Regions from separate parts of the Mus musculus genome. Here region 1 is linked to region 2. A link is a contact called in public HiCAR-type data. All regions are on one chromosome and are shown on one strand. The core of a region is the stretch at or near the end of the contact, and the rest is flanking DNA. Distances in the headings are between cores, read along the strand shown.

Region 1 (2,700 bases), core at 33-2,532, 78 kb before region 2:
TGGCCTTTGACACTGTGTGGCGTGTTCACACATCTTCTCCCTCTGGGCTGCAGTTGTGCCTTCTCGGGGCCTTCTTTGATTTTATCCTAAACACTTGTTCCTGGAGGTTGATCACACAGGCTCTTGCTGAGTCAGCTCTCCTGGACAGATTTACAGGAAACGTCTCAGGGCTGAATTACTCTTCATACAGTCTCCTTGGACTCCAGGAAATGCAAACAGTGCCACGTGGAGAGAGCGGCTTTCTGGTTAGTCCCTCAGTCTGTCCACTTTGGTTCCAGTCAGCCTCTTCAGTTGGAAGAGGCCCTAAACTGTGAAGTCCAGATTCTAGAGCTATCTATCAGTCTCCCCTGAGCTGCCCCTGGATTTATAGTTAATTGAACATTTGTCCATTGGGACTGCAACCACTCCCAGCTCCAGTGAAGTTTCTGGATGCCCTCCCGTTCTTCCGTCACCCACTGCACTCAGTGGGTGTTGGGGTTGTATATGAGCCTGACAGGGAAGCATCTCAGAGAGCAATGGAATGTTCCAGTCTATTCTGGCTGGGTACCCCAACCCCACTCACAGTCATTACGGTGAATGGGACCTTTAGGAATTCCTGTGGCAGGCTGTGCAGGGGAATCCATTTTGCATCGTGTTATGATTATCTGAGGTATCCTCTTTGTTTGGAACCTGCTGTGCTCAGTGCGATTCAGCAGCACACTGAGCTTTGCCTGGGTGCTGTGCCAGATAAACCCACCAGGTCCTCTCAAGAGCCACAGTGTTGGCCAAACTTTGGAGGATGGGAGGGTGTTGCAGAGGAGGTGCAAAAAGCTTTCACAGTTGATACCCTTGATGACCCCCCAGATATGATCTGTGATGACACTTACTTCTTCAGAGTGCAGAGTCAGTCACCAATGCTGCCTCATGGTATTGAATATGTTTTCTCATTTATAAAATAAGATTTATTACATAGGTTATGGGGATTAAAGTACCCCAAATCTTATAATTAAAATTGTCACAAAGCATTTTCCAAATGTAAAGAGTCACGGAAATGAGAGAACTATTCACCAGGAAACCTAGTGAGGGGTGCTGCCCAAACTGTCAGCCATCCCTGGGCGCTAGTGATTTCCTGGCTGGAACTGGCCTGGGAGGGGCCTTGACAGATATTACACAGAGCTCATTTAAGACAGCCTGATTGACACATAGTTATTATTTTATCTTTGTAAAGCTGCAGTGTGAGGCCCAAGACAGCGGGAGGAACCCTGATGTAGTCACTTGACAGCCTGCCATTGTCAACTCTAACGGGGAGGGAGACGGCAGTGGCCAGAGGAGAGCCCTGGGTTGTAAGTGGTTCACTTTTAGTTCAGCTGAAATAACTCCTGCTGGTGATTTAATGCTCTGACTTCAGAACTCTCCATGTGGGCTAGAGAGAGGGAGGGAGAGCGAGCGAGAGAGTATATTCATGTGACCAGGAATGAATGACTCCTGCTCTTTCACACTGTCAGCATCAGTGCACCATATTCTTTTATGTTGCTGAGGCTTGGGGCTAGCATGTTTTCCTGGGATGACTGGTTTGTGGGATAAGGAAGCTGACTTGGTAGGGCGTAGAGTTCAGTTCATTTCTGCCTTCAGTGCTTCCGAGGCTGGTCAGCAGCAAGAATAATTGGAGCTGGGAGGAGGGTAGATTTAGATTCAGTTCCAGTTCTTAAAACATACTAGTCCTAAATGAGGAAATATTTGTGGTAGTCTTGGCTTAGATGGGAGTTAGTTTATCTATCTATCTATCTATCTATCTATCTATCTATCTATCTATCTATCTATCTATCCAGTTAGTTAGTTAGTTAGTTAGTTTTTTTTGAGACAGGGTTTCTCTGTATAGCCCTGGCTGTCCTGGAACTCACTCTGTAGACCAGGCTGTCCTCGAACTCAGAAATCCACCTGCCTCTGTCTCCCGAGTGCTGGGATTAAAGGCGTGCGCCACCACACTCAGCAGGATGGGAGTTTATAAGAAACTGAGAAGTCTCTATTGGGTTGTTTTGCCACTGCAAAGTATTAAAGATTTTCAGGAATGTCACGCTGTCCATCCTGGTGAGCAAAGCAACTGTGAGACTGTAATTTGTATCAGTTGTCATTGGCCACTTCATCTGATCTGTGGCATACATAGTTGTCTTTTGGTGACTGGATGGTAATGGACCTTTTTTTGAAAAAACAAAACAAAACAAAAACAATTTTGCCTTTATTTAAAAAAAAAAAAACAAAACCAAGACAAAACTAGAAGTCTAGCACACTGAGTTTTTCAAATGACTGTTCTGGTTGTAGTCTTATCTAATCCTAGGGTAAGAGGTGAATTTTCCTCTTCGCTGTGGTTTCTACATGCTTCAGATTATGTTTGTGACTTCGCAAAATTTGTGTATTGAAACCTAATCCTAATAGCGTTTGGAGATGGGGTTGTTGGGGGCTAAATAAATCCCGAGAGCAGAGTCCTTATGAATGGTGACGGTCCCTATGAAAAAGGCCCCTGAAAGGTCCCTCTTGCCTTCACTCTGAGAAGACCTAGGCAGAAGGTACAATCTATGAAGCAGACCATTAGACACCAAATCTGCCTTGACTTTAGACTTCCCATTACCAGAACTGTGAAAACTAAGTTTCTGTTGTGTGGAGGTCATTAGGTTAGAGTTTTCCCTGTAGCAGTCTGAGTGGAAGACGCATCGGAATGAAGAC
Region 2 (2,700 bases), core at 134-2,633:
CATCTAGGTGTGACCTGGGGCCCTGAGGCAGATAAGAAGCCTGAGGTAGGGCCGCCACATGTTTTCCCTCTGGCTCCTGGGACACTCTGTTCTGAGTACTGAGCACAGCAGAAGGAATGTGTGTGTGTGTGTGTGTGTGTGTGTGTGTGTGTGTGTGTGTGTATGTGTGTTTAATATTTAAATTATAGAAACATCCACTTTGGTTGTAAAAGATCATTCTCTCTACAGTCTTGAACTCCTGAAGCATGGGTCTTTATGAGGAGCGTTTGACTGACTTGAAGACATCCTTCAGTGTGCAGAGATCCTTTGCTTGCTTGGTGTAGCCTCTGTCATTTCTGATGCCCTTCTGGAGACATCAGTGCACTGATTGCCTAACTTTTCAGCTCATGGTATATTCAGTACTAACCAAAGCTCAGCACAGCAATCTGGAGGAGGTCCTTTTCAGTTTGACATGTGTAAAACATGACATTTTTGTAATTGGTGTGGAGTTCTGACAGGTACAGTTTGGCTACCTGACTATGGGCTATCTCTTGCTGTTGATTTATTGAAACTAGATCTTTTAAAGTGTAATGTATTGTCCCCCACAGACTATTGTGTTAAGATAAAATTCTTTTCAGCATTGTCCTTTGAAAGGCTTTCCCTACAGTGATTATCCCTCTGTGTCCCCACAGTGCACACCCCCCATGGCTACTCACAGAGGCTCCAGAAACCCCTAGGACCACTTATGGCCTCTGTCACAAACTGTCAGATCCTGCAAAACTCTCTGCTCTCACCAGCAGTAGCCAGTAAGCCTTATCAGACTGGGTGGTGGAGTTGATGCATGCCTGTAATCTCAGCACTCAAGAGACAGAGGCAGGAGGATTGCCAGAAAAGTTCTAAGTGTTCAAGGCTAGCCAGGACCACCTTTTGTTTAAAAAAAAGAAAAAAAAAGCAAGAAAGCCACAAACAAGAGTGGGCAGTAGGAACAAGTCCAGGCAGTTGCAGGTGCGGGGCAGGGTAGAGCCGCTGGGCACGGTTTTTAGATACCCAGATAGCTTTTGACTTTATCCTAATGAAAATCTTCCCCCCAAATCGAGGGGACTCTGATTTAATTGCTGTAAATTCCAAATAGCAAGCAGATCACACAAGAATCCCTAATCCCTAACAGTTTCCTTCAGTAAAGCAGACGGAGGCTGCGCACATGTCCCATGGCACACATGGTTCTATTTTGTCACCTGGTGGCCACCAGGAAACCCCGATGAAGCGGTCTACTTGAAAGCATCGTTTCCCCACCACTCTGAGCTGGAGAAACGATTGCTTGCTCCCTTGATCCGCGGGGCTTCCGAAAGGGAGAGTGCGCTCACAAGCACAAACAGGAAAGCCTGACATCACGGAGCGGCGGGGAGGAGTCTGCTGCCGCGGGCTCCCGGGCTGCCTGCTCGCTGGCCGGCGCTCCTTTGTGGCCCGGTCGCGCGCGGCGGCGGCGGCGGCAGTCGGGCAGCAAGGCGCGTGGGAAGCGCGGGGACCCGGAGCCGGGCCAGAGAGACGCCCCGACCGCCTCGGAGCAGGGCGCACCATGCAGCGTCCGTGTGCCGGAAAGAAAACTGAGAATGAAATTACTTTGGCAAGCTAAAATGGTAACGCCAGCTCCCCGCCTTCCCCTGACGCTTCTCTGCTGGGGGACTCGTCCCATCTCCCGCTTTCTCGGGCCGGGTTGTTGGAGCACTGTCTAACTGATCAGAGCCACCCGGACCCCACTCTCTAAGAGGAGCTTTCTCATTCTGCTTTGTGTCCTTCCCCTCTCTGTGCCTCTTCTCCCTAGAAACGATGCCTGTGTTCTCAGGCATCGCCTGCGGGGTGTCTGGGACAGGCAGATGCGTGTCAGGAGAGCAGAACTTGGAAAGGACAGAACTCAGTCTGGGGGAGCGGCGCCGCGCTCTGCTTCCCAGCGGCAGCCCTTTAACACAGATCCGAGGTTTAGCTGGCGACATGGCTATCCAGGGGGTCGCTGTGTAAATTTCAGTGGAAGCTGCATGAAGATGTTTTGCTTTCTCGGCACTTGCCAGAGGGGCTTTTCTTTTCTTTTCTTTTCTTTTCTTTTCTTTTCTTTTCTTTTCCTTTTTTCTTTCTGGAAATAAAAACTTTCCATACCCCACATAACTTTTTTTTGGGTTTCAAAATAGTAAGAGGAGAAAAAGAGGTACAACTTCACTTCCCAAAGAGGGCTCTTGGTATTAAAACACTTGTTTGAGGGAGTTTAACATCGACATTGCTCAAATGTTTGTGTACTTTGAGAAGTATAAACTCTTGTTTTTGCAAATGAGTTATTTTTTCCTTTCACTTAAGTGGACAGAGTTGATCAGGACTAAACCACAGTTTCCTTAAGAAGGAAAAAAAAAAACTTGAAAAGATGATTTAAGATACGTGGCTAGGTTAGGAAAAGTAACTGACCAGAGAAGGGAGAAGTCGGAGGCTCCTGATACCGCAGGAAAAGGCTGCCAGCCAAGAAAATCTCAGCCTTGCCTATTGCAGGGTGTCCTGTGTTGCTCTGTTTGGAGGATTTACTCAAAGGCTTGGAGAGCCTTTGTAAGCAGGGAAGCAGCTGGGATAGATTGTGGTTAGCCAAGGGGGAAGAAAACAACAACACACACTACGACCCTCTTTTTCTTTCTTTTTATCCTGTCCCTGGCAGAGCTCGATTCAGGACTGGGGTGAAGAGGT

The links. HiCAR-type assays count read pairs that join an accessible place to other places.
Region 1: a HiCAR-type map of fibro-adipogenic progenitors shows a contact between it and region 2, with 2.4 times the contacts expected there. The contact joins the enhancer-like site here to the promoter of Rgl1 in region 2. A contact is called at or near these places in 4 of 484 Hi-C or Micro-C datasets (the C10 cell line, embryonic fibroblasts, nephron progenitors and 1 more), 8 of 115 datasets of contacts at active chromatin or transcription factors (the 230-238 cell line, the NIH/3T3 cell line, bone marrow-derived macrophages and 3 more) and 2 of 9 other capture datasets (adipose tissue and embryonic stem cells).

Annotation. Positions count from the first base shown.
Region 1 is chr1:152,701,698-152,704,397 of GRCm38.p6, reverse strand. It overlaps a transcript of Rgl1 not described here. Among named protein-coding and RNA genes, the nearest start is that of Apobec4, 48 kb to the left of the region's middle. Within about 2 kb of position 1,282, at least 20 of the 459 cell types and tissues checked have an H3K27ac peak or open chromatin away from gene starts, as enhancers often do. A contact at or near this core is called in adipose tissue, fibro-adipogenic progenitors and heart atrium, where this site is marked.
Region 2 is chr1:152,623,900-152,626,599 of GRCm38.p6, reverse strand. Rgl1 (ral guanine nucleotide dissociation stimulator,-like 1) reads left to right here and starts at 1,383. Exons shown (of 18, transcript NM_016846.4): 1 at 1,383-1,616; 2 at 2,672-2,700. The coding sequence starts at 1,590.